4 separate regions of the Sus scrofa genome follow, and all the other regions are linked to region 1. The links are chromatin contacts, called in public HiChIP or PLAC-seq maps. All regions are on one chromosome and are shown on one strand. The core of a region is the stretch at or near the end of the contact, and the rest is flanking DNA. Distances in the headings are between cores, read along the strand shown. Region 1 has its middle 18 kb from the start of RMDN2. Region 2 has its middle 83 kb from the start of CDC42EP3. Region 3 overlaps LOC102160052 (a long non-coding RNA gene). Region 4 has its middle 44 kb from the start of CDC42EP3.

The links. HiChIP or PLAC-seq counts read pairs in DNA pulled down with a chosen protein or histone mark.
Region 2: an H3K27ac HiChIP or PLAC-seq map of alveolar macrophages shows a contact between it and region 1. The contact joins two enhancer-like sites. A contact is called at or near these places in 1 of 47 Hi-C or Micro-C datasets (embryonic fibroblasts) and 1 of 2 datasets of contacts at active chromatin or transcription factors (alveolar macrophages).
Region 3: a contact with region 1 is called in an H3K27ac HiChIP or PLAC-seq map of alveolar macrophages. The contact joins two enhancer-like sites. A contact is called at or near these places in 1 of 47 Hi-C or Micro-C datasets (embryonic fibroblasts) and 1 of 2 datasets of contacts at active chromatin or transcription factors (alveolar macrophages).
Region 4: a contact with region 1 is called in an H3K27ac HiChIP or PLAC-seq map of alveolar macrophages. The contact joins two enhancer-like sites. A contact is called at or near these places in 1 of 47 Hi-C or Micro-C datasets (embryonic fibroblasts) and 1 of 2 datasets of contacts at active chromatin or transcription factors (alveolar macrophages).

The regions. Positions count from the first base shown.
Region 1 is chr3:102,323,079-102,326,723 of Sscrofa11.1, forward strand. No RefSeq gene overlaps it. Among named protein-coding and RNA genes, the nearest start is that of RMDN2, 18 kb to the left of the region's middle. Within about 2 kb of position 1,258, at least 3 of the 83 cell types and tissues checked have an H3K27ac peak or open chromatin away from gene starts, as enhancers often do. A contact at or near this core is called in alveolar macrophages, where this site is marked.
Region 2 is chr3:102,454,102-102,457,361 of Sscrofa11.1, forward strand. No RefSeq gene overlaps it. Among named protein-coding and RNA genes, the nearest start is that of CDC42EP3, 83 kb to the right of the region's middle. Within about 2 kb of position 1,745, at least 16 of the 83 cell types and tissues checked have an H3K27ac peak or open chromatin away from gene starts, as enhancers often do. A contact at or near this core is called in alveolar macrophages, where this site is marked.
Region 3 is chr3:102,162,729-102,166,184 of Sscrofa11.1, forward strand. The region is part of intron 1 of LOC102160052 (a long non-coding RNA gene); the gene reads right to left. Among named protein-coding and RNA genes, the nearest start is that of RMDN2, 140 kb to the right of the region's middle. Within about 2 kb of position 1,818, at least 3 of the 83 cell types and tissues checked have an H3K27ac peak or open chromatin away from gene starts, as enhancers often do. A contact at or near this core is called in alveolar macrophages, where this site is marked.
Region 4 is chr3:102,493,233-102,496,473 of Sscrofa11.1, forward strand. No RefSeq gene overlaps it. Among named protein-coding and RNA genes, the nearest start is that of CDC42EP3, 44 kb to the right of the region's middle. Within about 2 kb of position 1,544, at least 11 of the 83 cell types and tissues checked have an H3K27ac peak or open chromatin away from gene starts, as enhancers often do. A contact at or near this core is called in alveolar macrophages, where this site is marked.

The sequences.
Region 1 (3,645 bases), core at 8-2,507:
ATGGAGTTTAGAGGAGACAGTCAGAAAGGAGTCAAGCTGGAGCATTCTCTAGAGAGTTCTTGGGGAGCTGGCTGCTTAGAAAGGAGCCTTTGGGCAACATATGCTGCTCAGGGGTCCAACTAACTCCACCCCAGGGACATAGCCCTTTGAGCACTAAAAAATCTAGACTTAATAATAAATAATAGCAAATAATATTTATTAAGTACTTTTGTATGACTGTGATACAGAGTGAATGATTTCATTTTCTGTCTCATTTCATAATCACGACAAAATGGTTGTTAACCCCATTTTACAGATGAGGAAGTTGAGGTTTAGAGACATTAAAATAATGTTCCAAGACCAGCATATAAACAAACAGAGATTCCAAATACAATTCTTATTCTAAATTCACATTTTAAATCATCATACCTCACTGCTTTCCACTGGGTGGCCTGAGGAGTGAGCAGGGACTTGGTCATTCAAGAGAGGCCAGTGGTCATGTACAGTAATAGGGTCTACATTCAGGATTCTTACAGGGTATGAGCTGGGGACTGAGGTGGAGCAAAATGAGTGGGGACTTTACACCATTAAAATCTACCCCTGTGTTCTGGTCCAGATTCTGCCTTTGAGTTATACCAATTCCACAGTTTTTCTGAGCAAACCTGTCTATTCCAAGCTCAATGTCAGGGAGCAGAAACTCTGACCATTTGAGAAGGGAAGACAAAAAAGGAGGAGGAAGGAAGTTTAAGGTGGGAGAAACAGCAGCCTCAGAGCATTCATCTGCCTCTGGACTGCAATTCTCTTTGGCTTTGGGGCTTAACCTTCTTCATAGGCCAGGTCATGCCAAAGTCACAGGGAGGAGAGGATCCTGCAGGTGAGTCCAGGACCCGGGGTCTAATTAGACCACAGGTGTCCAGTCAGAAAAGGAGACCAGGTAGCACAGGGCCAGTGTGTGTGGATGGTAGATCCAGACGGGAAGGTGGGTTCCAGAATCAGAGCACCTCTGTGGGCAAGAGGGTCTGAGGCAGATGGGAGGGGGTCTGTGGTCCCTGAGGTCCTCTCTGTCAGGAGGAGCGCAGATAAGTTTCAGGAAAGTAAGCCAGGCGATAGCACATAGGATTTTAACTGAAATACTAGACAAGCTAGTGGGTTCTAGGTGCTATGCTTCATTATCCAGCCCAACTATTCAAAGTCCTCAGCGCCATCACCAACCCTGGGCGGACCCCAGGACAGGATCTGCTCCTTTCCTCATCTTGGCTGGTTTAGGGTGGGTGGAAAAATTGGCCACGAGAGGGCAGTAGAGAGCCACAGACACCCTTGTATTATTGCCGAGGACCGAGTTCTACCTAGGTAGAACTGGGCAAAATGACACGTTTCTTCAGTTTCTGATTCTGTAGCCTGGGAAGGGGGTTAGGGGAAGGGAGGGCTGGCAGTCTGTAGTTTTAATACACGGCCCATGTGATTATGATGTAACGGATCCAAAGCGGGCTTCCGGGAGCTGCTCCCCTAAAATATTCAGGATCTTCTATTTAGCATCCTTAAACCAGGATGACAAATATGATTGCTAGGAGAATAATATGTTAAAATATTTTATTGGAAAAATAGATCATATAACAGTGTGTATATAAAGCATAGGTTCATTGCAAAGAAAATAATAAAGAAAATAGCCATGCAAACATTTCCTGGGATAGTAAGAACTTTAGAAGCCCCAGTGCTTTATTTGTTTATTTATTTTTGGCCGTGCCTGCTGCATGTGGAAGTTTCTCCTCTAGTGACCAAACCCATGCCGCCACAGCAGTGACAATGAGCCACAGCGGTGACAATGCTGGCTCCTTAAAACTGTTGGGCCACAAGAGAGCTTCAGAGTCCCTGGCACTTTAGAAGCCCCTTGAGTGGCCCTCTCATCTCACATTCCCCCCTTCTCCCCAGAGCTAACCATAATCCTGAGGTTTGTGAGAATATCCCTCTTCCTGTGCTTTTATGCTTAACACCTCTGCTTTTATTCCTAAGTAACATATTTTAAAACTTGGGCTGATTTTGAATTTTAATACTTTATCAGTTAAGAATTATGTCCGTGAAATAAATCCATGTAAATACATGTATTTGTAGTTCATTACCTTGTATGGACATGCCTACGTGGATTTATCTCCTTTCTTGATGGACATTTAGGGAGCATCCGGGCTTGATTTTGTTTTCTTTTTTTCCTATTAGGGACAATACTGCTATGAATAGTTTAATACCTGGAGAATTTGCATAAGTTTTTCTAGGGCACATATCTAGAAGTAGAATTGCTGGCGGTTAGTGTATGCAGGATAAGCACTTACCATTAAAAAAAAAGACTAATAAGAGAGTTTCCATTGTGACTCAGTGGGTTAAGAACCTGACTATCCATGGGGATGAAGGTTTGATCCCTGGCCTTGCTCAGTGGGTTAAGGATTCAGCATTGGCGTGAACTATGGTGTAGGTTGCAGACGTGGCTAAGATTCTGCATTGCTGTGGCTGTGGTGTAGGTCAGCAGCTGTAGCTCCAATTCAACTCCTAGCCCGGGAACTTCCATATGACAAGGGTGCAGCCCTAAAAAAAAAAAAAAAAAAAAAAGAGTAAATTTGATCATATCAAAATTAGGAAGTTTTTAAAGATAGTGAAAAGACAAGTCACACACTAGGATAAGATTTTTGCAGTACATGTAACTGATACATGATGAATCCAGAGTATATAAAGAACCATGAATCAATAAGAAAAAGGCAGACAACCTGGTAGAGAAATGGGGGAAAGTCACATGCACTTTTCAAACAAGCAAATCCAGAAGGCTACTACAAATATTAAAAGATGTCTAATCTCATTAATTATAAGGGAAATGTAAATTAAAGCCACAAGTTTATATCAGCACATAGCTTACAGTTTGGTTAAAATTTAAGAACCTACTAATCAAGTGTTGCTGAGGTTATGGAACAATAGCAAAGTAGTCATTGTAAAGGAAAGGTTATAATCACTCTGGGGCACTGCAGCATTATCTAACTCATCCTCTTGAGGCCCTGGTATTAGACGACAGGTTGAAGAATGCTATGGAATCTGAGAAGCCAGGTGTCCAAGGCTGAGGTAGGGCTGTGGAGGGAAACTCATGGAGGCATCTATAGGAAGCCTTTGCCTTGGTGTAGCTATGGCCTCTGTGGACTCACAGCCAAACATCTGGTGGGAACCTGGGGCCGCCATGGATCAGCGGGGCCTACAGTCAGGAAGAAGAGCCAGACATGGAGCGGAGGAGAGCAAAGACCATATAGGGCACCTTATCTCATCACAAAGACCCTAAGAGAAGAATAGCCCCTGCTTTACTTGCTCCTGCATCCCAATCTTGTCTAAATTAATCTCTTGGCCAACTCTAACCAGGACTTATGGTAAAGGGGATTCTGGGAAATGTAGTTTCAGTCTGTAGGAGTTTCCTACCACTGCTGTAACAAATCACCACAAACTCAGTGGCTTAAAACAATGCAAATGTGTTAGCTTGCCCTTCTGGGGGTAAGAAGTCCAAAATGGGTTTCACTTGGCTAAAATCAAGGTACTGGCGGTACCTGATACCTTCTGGAGACTCTCAGGGAGAATCCATTTCCTTGCCTCTTCCAGCTTCTGGAAACCACCTTCATTCTTGGCTTATGCTCCTTTCCTTCA
Region 2 (3,260 bases), core at 495-2,994, 130 kb after region 1:
GCCACAGTGGTAACTCCAGGCAGGTTTCATTCTACCTGAACCCATTTTCTCATCTGTTAACTGTGATGACAGTAACCCAGACCTATGGATTTGTGCAAAATCCAAGTGATTAGCAAGTAATATTTGTGAAAATGTTTATAATTTGTTGTGGACAAAGAATATCATGTACCTTATCAGTAGACAAAGGATGTTGCAGCCATCAGGCCATCAGCCATTTCAGCTTCCCCAGCTGTATACCCTGAGGGGATTCAGGATGGAAAAGAACAAGATACATACCAAAGGTGTGATTTTTAATGAGCCCAGACTCTTGCATTTTTCCATACATAGAACAGTACTAAATTCATCAACTTGAGATGTCTGGTTTTTCTCTTTAACACTTTAACATATTTTGATATTCAGCTACCTGGTTTTGAGCAAAAACTCCTACATGTCCTGACACCTCCCTTACCTTTTTGAAACAGTCCCTTAGAACTACCTAAAAGGCTTTCTCCTAGGCCTAAGTCCTTGGTTTGTCCACAAAATAAAACATAATTCTCAACTTTCAGGTTGCGCTTTTTTTTTTTTAGTCAACACTGTACAGAACTTTCCTAATACATACACTGATCTGATCCAGTAACATGGTAGCATAATAAAGAAAAGAATTTCAGAGTTAGGTTAGAAAGAACTGGGTTTAAATCCCTGTGCCGTCATCTACTAACTTTATGCATTTGAGTTGATGACTTATTCTCCTTGAGCCTTACTCTCTCATCTGTAAAAGGAGTCTAACTTGCCAAGGTTAGACTATATCTAAAGCACCTAGTAAAGCACCCAGCATGTCATCCCCATCATTACCACTGTGACTAATGTTAGTCTAAACACTAACCATCTGCAAGGTGTTGTTCTAAAAGATATATGTGCATTTAGGTAGGTCTTGTTACTCTGAAGCCTAGAGAGGTTAAGTAACTTGCCCAAAGCCACACAGGTAGAAGTGGTGGAGTCAGGATTAGAATCTGGCAGTGGAGTTCAGCACACCAGGGTAGTTAGCAACAATGCATAGCGAAAATCGGGCACTGAATTCAGGCCAATTTTTGGAGAGTTCCTTTGCGAAGTAACAGGCTTTCAGAACTCAGGTTTTCCAAGGAACTTGATAGTGGGCAAGAGAAATCCCTCAGGAAGATCCTTCTTACCTGCTCTTAAGTGCTTATTCTGTGAGAGAAAATATAATTGACGCCACTTCCAGGAAGAAAGGAAGCTGGGTTAATAATGGAAATAAAGCACCTGCTACAACATTTGACATGTCCACCCATATTTGTAAAACTCCTGAAAATAATCCCCATCAGCTCTGGAGTTACTTGGATCAGTAAGGAATGTTGCTAAACCCACAGAAAACTAGGTGATGGGCTGGAATGAAAACCTTGCTATGTATGCAAGGCAGTAACCTGATTTGCATCAGTTGAAAGGGTGAGAAATGGCAGGCAAGCAGAGGTGGCTCCTTCACTCCAAAGAGATCTGCTGTTGCATTCTCTCATTGGCATGTGAGGCCATAAGTCCACACGGCTTAAACCTTACACAATTTCCTCTGGAGGAATCATATGCCTATTTCTAAATTCTTTATGCCTGCCCTCTGGGCCACAGGTCAGAGACTAGTGGGCAGAAGGCATCAGACCATCCTTGCAAAAGACTTTTCCATCATTTGGCTAGGGTGGAAAGGATGCTGACTAAAGAAGGTTGATCGTCATCCAGCTCTACAAGAATTGAGTCATTAGCCTCTGCAAGGTTGACCTTTAACACACCCCAAAAGGAGTTCAGGACAGAGATTAGGAATGAGACGTTCTGTGCTCTGAAAAATCTGGCAGAACTAGCCTTCAGATAGTTAGATATTTTCAGGAGAAATTTTTTGAATTTTTAGATTTTTGAATCTTTCTATACTTGATAAAAGCACTAAAACCATTAACTAAGATATTTGTTCCCTATGACTGGCAGCAACCTATTACTGAGATGTGTGCTTGGTTACATGTAACCCCTTCACCAAAATCACATACATACCGACCTCCCCCATTACTCCTTGGAACAGTTTCTCAGCTATCCCAGAGGCTGTCTCCCAGGCTACAGTCTTGTAAGACACTAAATAAATTCAGCTCACAGCTTTTACATTACACATTTTTTTTAAGTCAACAAGAGAAAGAGAGACTTCATTTCATTCCCAGTTTTCCCTCTTAGATATTTCTCACTTATGGAAAATATAAGCAGTGATGCTAGACACACAAAAAGACCTTCAGACCCTTTGTCCAAGAATTCCACCCATATCATCTCTGAGGAGCTGCCATAACAACACCTGAGTCTTTACTAACTCTAAGACTTTGCAGCTCTCTTTAAACATTCATTCCCTTATCTTTTTGAGATCATCTATCTGTCAGTGGGCTGGGTCATGAAATTAATAAAATTTTGGAATGTCACATGCCCAGAAAATTCCTAGGAAGAATGTGGTCATAAAAATAAAATCACAATATTGGGGGGGAGAAAACCTAACAACAACAGAGACAAAAACATAAATTAAAGCAATAAAGCACATCTACTGGGAATGACTGGGGCAAGGCAGAAGGCTCTTCCTACATGCCAAACTGAAATATTCTATTAAGTTTTAAGAAATCATGTTTACAGCAGATATAAATTAAATTAACTGCAAGGCCATAAAATAGAGCAGCTGTTCTCCATCTCCTCTGATGACAGACAAGAGGAAAAGGCTAGTCAGAGGTAAGGAAGACATTCTTCTTGGCAGTGAGGTGAGAACATAACATCAAGGGCACAATAAGGAGAGGCAAGAGAGCTGTGGAGCCATCTCTTCTGCTACACATTTAAGGAGCACAGATTATAGGAATTTTACATGCATATTGAAGTCCTTTGCCCTTGACCATTTCTCTGTACATTTAACTATTTCAATGTAAATAAATGGAACTCCTTACAAAATACTGTGAGAATACAAATGCACTACTAAGACAATTGTGAAAAACAATCAACTGTTAAGCCAAAGTAAAAATGATCATCTTCCTTGTCCTGTGCTGCAGTAGCTTAGCTTAAAGCTGAGAAACTGAATGATTTAAGGACTCTCTGACCTCATCAGCAGCAAGCCTATGCTTAGGAGCTGAGTTAACCAGACACACACAATGCCTGGATCACTTCTGTCTCTACTTGCTGGTCTGAGTTTCCCTAAAATGCTGCATTTTTGAGGGTAATCCAGCATGTCTGCCTTGCCCACCAACCCTGCAGGATCACCTACCGCC
Region 3 (3,456 bases), core at 568-3,067, 160 kb before region 1:
TAGTCGTGTTCCTTAACTGCTGAGCCATGAAGGGAACTCCCTCAATTTCTGTATAGGTAAAATATGGACAGTCACCTGTCCCTACTTATTTTTAAGGTTTGTTCTGAAGATTGTGAAAGTTAGAAATGCACAGAATCATAGAGACACATGGGCCTATTGCATCTAACCCTCCATATTAGAGTTGAGAAAACAAAGACTCAGAGGTTCTATGACCTGCCTGCCCCCCTCACCCCTGAGGTCACAGAGGTTTTGGTTAGTGGCAAAATCAGGCTCAAGCTTTAGGTCTTCCCAGATGTTCTTTCCCTATTCAGTGCTGCCTATGAAGATAAATATGAAAGTATGCTTAAAATTATAAATCAAAAAACTGGCAACATATAATTATTTAGGTATTAATTAATAGCCTGTGTATGGAGTCAGCACTAATCACGTCTTTTCATGCCTTAACAGGGCCGTCGATTGTTAGGAATTGCTAAGATGGCAAAGATATTCTGTCTAAAGACAAATCCTTCCCCTTCCAGTGAATACAAGGAAAGCAGGAATTTAACCAGAGATACTTAAGCTCAACCCCAGAAGTCATCTCTTGTTGCTTAAAAAAAATTGAGCTACAAGTCACATATCATAAAGGGTACCATTTTAAGGTGTATGCAAAAGTCACTGGGTTTTGGTACATTCACAAGGCTGTGTAACCTTCACCACTATCCAATTCCAAAATATTTTCATCATCCTGCTGCTCTTCGAGTGTCATTATGGACAGGTGGAGTGTAGCATCTCAGAGGCTGGGCTGTTGGCTCTCAGAGGCAGGCACACTGTGTCTGGCCCTCGTTAGTGCCTCTGTTGGCTGAGATGAGCAGCGAGCCTAAGTTCACCTTCTATTTGGAGAGCCCCATGTCCACTAAAGATGGGCCAGGAGGAGGAATGAGGTAGGCACCGAGCCTCAGAATGAGCCTGAGCAAGGAAAGTCAGAAACTGAAAAGCCAAACTCAGCCACCAAGGCCAAAATAGGAGGAAGAAATTTCCCAGGCCAAGAGTGAGTAGATGGACAAGTGGGAAGTGTGGCTGGTTGAGAGAAGTAGGGCTCAGGTGGCAGAGGACTCTCCCAAGTGTCTTTTTCTCATGCCTTAGACCTTTATGCATATTGAATCCCCCCAACCCCTTCACTATCACTTGATCTAAGCCTCCTGGGGTCCCTGAGCACCCAATGCTGTGGGTGCCTGAACTTTCCCTACAGTAGCCTTTCTCACCTTAGGGGTACTGTGATGGCCTGCCTACTTGCCTGCATCCCTGCATAGACCATAAGCTTCAAAAGAGATAAAGTCTTGTCTTAAACCTACCCACCTTCCTTCATCATCATCTGGCACCATGAACAATAAAGATTTCATGACTGAATCATTAAGTTGGCTGCCAAGCTCAAATTTCTCTTTCTAGATCCCTACAATGTTCAAATTAAAATAGAGTACCAGGAATGCAGCCAAGCATCCCACAGTTCTTCAAGGCAGATACACAAATCAACAATGATACTGAGTCAAATCTGCTTTCCTATAGCCCTCTTTCTGATCCAAAGAGCAAGAGAGAGAGAAAATCTCTGCCCTCTTCTCTAGGATGACCCTTCAAGGATTTGAAAGGAACTGTGTCACATCTTTATGGCTTGAATTTTCCAGGCTAAGCATATGTACTGCCTTCAAAAATTAAGCATGAAATATGGATTCATTTACTCATTGATTCAACAAGTACTTTTGAGCATGTTCTACATATAAGACATTGTGCCAGGGACAGTGGGTATAAGAGGAAATGATACAGACTCTGTGGTCAAGAAGTCTAAAGACTCTGCTGGTTGTGCCACTCCCACTCCCTGGAGTTTCTCTCTTAGGTCAATAGCCCTTTCCAGAACTTAACACAATATTCCCAAGTGGTCTGACCAGCACAGAGCTCAGAAGAACTATTACTTCATGATATGGACCCTATGCTTCCCATAACTTTTGATTGTTCGTATTATTCTTAGGAACTGCTCAGGGCATGCTAATGTAGTGTGTGTGTGTGTGTGTGTGTGTGTGTTGTGTGTGCTCATGTATGTGTTATATGAAGACATTTGGTTAAAAATTTTGTAAGGCTGCCTGGGCTTTGTGATTAAACCAAATATGTGGCAGTATTTCTGGCATAAAAGTTCAAGTCAAAGACATCCTTATGCTTAGGAATAAGCAAATTGCAATCTTCATATCAGATTGAACTCATAAGGTTGGACAGATTTAAAAAAAATTTTTACGTTGTCACTAATGGTTCTTTATGATGTTTCTGAAAATAATTGGGAGAGAAGCACAGACATCTGGCATGTGAATAAAGCTGTTTCTAATTATGGGGGGGTGTTTGTCTTCAAAGCAGAGTGGACAGTGGGGTACCCTTGGACAGGCCCTTCTGTAATGATACTTCCTCTGGACCTGGCAGCCTCCAGCCTCCACCTAGTTGAAGAATGAGGAGTGGGCCATCTCATTTTTAGCTTCTGACCTGAATAACTTTGGTCCTTAAAATCCATCCAGCTTTGGGGCTTTTTTTTTTTTTTCCCTTTGGGGTTTGGCCTTGAGACTGAAAATATGAATTTTTTGGTCATGCTGTTGCTGTTTCCTGGGTACTTTCCGTATGTGCAGGACTCACCAGAGGCTGGAAGGTCAACAGAAGAGAAAGTGCATCTCCTCCGTGACAACCGGGATAAGTGTGGGAGAGCGCCACAAGACCTGGGTGGTCAGGAGACCCAGGAATGTGTCCAGAAAAAGCAGAGTGTGTGAGAGTCATTCTGTCCTCCAGGGTAAAATAATCTGTAGAAGGCATTGTGCTGAGTATTCATAAGTTGGTCACTTCAGTGTTTAACAGTTTCCAATAATTCTTCTTGGCCCTACATCTCTTCACTTACCCAATATTTATTAGGCACTGAATATGTGCCAGGAACTTGAAACTTCAGAAATAGCTATTATCAGCAGTGTTGTTTTAAGAAGAATCTATAGCATTTCATTCTCCCTCATGATCCCCCAAACCCATGATTTGCTCATTGGCCATGGACACAGTGACCAGTCTGTGAAGCAACTGAGGGGCACATTTTAGAATCCTCCCCAGCGATGCTTCTTGTCCTAAGATTTATCCACATCGAGGACACGTCTGAGAAGGCTGTTGCAAGGGCCACTGTGATGGCTGTTGCCATTACTCCCTGACTCTCCTTTCCTTGTGGAACCCTCTGATTCCTGGCATCTATATCTGAAGACCAGGGCTCTGGTGAAAAAAAAAAAGTACTTAATTCAATGAAAATATTTTAACAACAGACATTTTTGCTGACTATAATGTTCTCACCAAAGAAATCCTTTGTTATATAGACTCACCAAAGAATTTGGCAAATAGAGATAAGCACAAAATAGGTAATGAAAACCATCCTTTTTCCACTATGCAAAGATAAGCACTGATAAAATGTTGGTG
Region 4 (3,241 bases), core at 294-2,793, 170 kb after region 1:
TTAATAAATCTACAAATAACAAATGCTGAAGAGGGTGTGGAGAAAAGGAATCCTTTCTACACTGTTGGTGGGAATGTAGATTGATACAACCACCACAGAATACAGTATGGAGGTACCTCAGAAAACTAAATATAGAACTACCAGCAATCTCACACCTGGGCTCTATCCAGACAAAACTTTCACTGAAAAAAATAACATGCACCTCTACGTTCACTGCAGTATTGTTCATGTAGCCAAGACATGGAAACAACCTAAATGTCTAACAACAAATGAATTGATTAAGAAGATGTGATACATATATACAATGGAATACTACTCAGCCATAAAAAAGAACAAAATAATGCCATTTGCAGCAATATGGATGGAACCAGAGATTTTCATACTAAGTAAAGTAAGTCAGAAAGAGAAAGACAAATACCATATATCACTTATTTCTGGAATCTAATATATGGTACAAATGAACCTATATACAAAGAAGAAACAAACAGCTCATGAAAATGGAGAGATTTGTGGTTGCCAAGGGTGGTGGAGGGGTTAGGGAGGGAGGGAGTGGGATGGCCTTGGAGTTTGGGGTTAGTAGATGCAAACTGTTGCATTTGGAATGGATAAGCAATAAGATGCTGCTGTATAGCACAGAGAACTATATCCAATCACTTACGATGGAACATGATGGAGGATAATGTGAGAAAAAGAATATATATATATATATAACTGGGTCATTTTGCTGTTCAGCAGAAATTGACAGAACATTGCAAATCAACTATAATAAAAAAAAAAAAGTTCCATGAGGTCAGAGTTTATACCTGGTTTTGTTCATCACTGTAGCCCTGGCCCTAGAAAATTTCCTGACACAGCACTCAATAAACATGTGTTAAATTAAAATGTTTATTTTAAAAAGCCACAGTTTCAGTTTCTTACCTGCTGTAAATGAATTATGAGACATATCATGATTTATTAGTAGAGTACTCAACAACCAATGCCAGGACTTATGTCTCTCTTCTATGCAAACAACAACAAAACAAATCTAGAGCTTAACAAGCAAGGAACCCATTAATTGCAAACAGTCCAGTTAAGCTAGTAACCCAAGGTCACAGATGCAGACATGTTTGTTGGCCCAGCTGCCCTCCTTATAGCAGTGGGCCATTTGTGCCATCTTGAGGAAATGCTGATCACTGGGAAGTGGTAGGGGCAGAGGGGGAAGAATTCCTTCCACAGGCGATTTTTGTCAAGAAGATGGCTCAAGCCCAGTCTAATCATTATTCTGATAACCTTACTGGACTTAGGCCTAAAGGAACTTTGGTATTTAAAGTATGAGTCAGTAAATATCATCATTTTATCCCTTTCCTCAATTTAGAACCAACTAAGACATAGATACAGGAGTCAGATAAGAAATAACTCAAACAGCAGCTTCCCCAGTGATGCTGTTGGGAGGATGAAGTTTTGGCACAGAACATGAGTGTGATAAATGAGTCACTTCCCCTGAATTATGCAGACCTACCTGCTATGTCACAGTTACTGGGTCACAGGCAGCCCTACACAACTACCAGTTCCACACCAGGGCTATAGCCTGCCCCACCCTGCTTAGTCTATGGCCCAGAAAGCAAGCACAGACTTTCTGCAGGAAGGAAACTCTGAAGTAAGTTTCAGAAACAGCAGTATCATATATGCCTTGATTCTTCTGTGCCCCAAATGGGAGGAGGGACCAGATTATTTCTCTAACATAGACTCCCCAACATGGAAACACAGGTACGGGCAAGAAGTGTTCTCTCCTAATGAAAACTGTCTCTTCATTCACCACAGGTGCCTTAGAATTATACATTGGCTAGTAGTGCCCAAATACTACTACTTGATTTCTGCAAAGGATTGTAAAACGGTTTAATTTTTTAATTATGCCAATTACTATTTCTACTACTACTACGAGGCACTGCAGTCTTTCCTAGTGTAGCCTATAAGATTACCCCAATCAGCTGAGCCTGTAGTCAAACACTGATGGAAAGCATTATCCAACACCACGCCAAGTTTTCCATTAACATTTCTAGGGGGGCACTGCGATGGTGGACTGCATACTGGGAAGGACCTCAGCACGTTCAAGGGCTGGTTACACTGTCAAGTATGAGATACGGATGTTCGAGCATGAAAGAGTGAGAGAAAGTGGGAAGAATGACAGATGGTTCCCACACTTTCCTCTCTCTCCAAACTAATCATCATCCATGGACAAAAAGAGCAAAAAAAGAGAGGTAGAAAAGCTAATGAGAAAGAGAAACCAAACAGACCAGGAAAGAAATTATCACTAATTCCTGGGGAAACACAGCTCTCTCTCTGACTTGCAGCCTCTGATGTGGAGATCGGCCCTTACTCATGCCATTTGCCCTACAATTATCTTGTTACAAGAGATCACCAGTATCCAAGGAGGACTGGCTTTTCCAGGTTTTGGTATTTGTCCCTGAGGGAAGACTTTGGTTGTTGGTTTGAAAGATACAATCAAAGGCAAGATTTGGCTCCCATTCAGCTCCCCTGCCACCCTGCAGCTTGGAGTTTGTGTGTAGTCTGTGAACTCCCTTTGCAGTGGGCTCTTCAAGCTTTGGGGGTCTCTCTGCCCACAGCTTCCAGCTAACACACACCTCTGTTAGAGGACCCTGTGGCAGCTGTGGTCCTAGAGTGAGTGGTGATTTTCTCTGTTGGAGGCAGCACTATTATTAAAGTATCTATCACAGGGGCCGTTCTTCTGCTTTGTAACAGGAAATGAGGGAACGTTTGGGCAGGAGGGGGTGTCAAAGCCTAATGAACACCACACCCAGACAGAGCAAAGCCTTGCTAAAGCAGCTTCAGTAAGGGCTCTACTGTTCATGTGGTTTTCCACCTCCAGGCAAAACATTATTGCTGGCAAGAGTCATGCCAGAGTACCCTAAGCCCAAACACCTGTGTAAGTCACAATACAAAAGGACCTTGAAGCTGGGAATTTATGAAAGCCATGGAAAGGGATAGTAGAAGATGTGTCAGCCTCCAGTATGGAATAAGAACCATACATTATTTAGTTAAAACCAGGCATGATTTTTTTTAGAGCAAACTATAAGTCATCAGCGGGTTCCTGGTAAGTACCTCTAATTTCCCATCACTAAGAATTGGTGAGCTGCAAAGGACTATCTTCATGCTCTGCCCTCTTCTAGGGATGTCCGAGGCCCACTCTCCCTCTACTGAATCTCCCACAAATTTATTTTCTTGCACCAGTCTGATATATTTG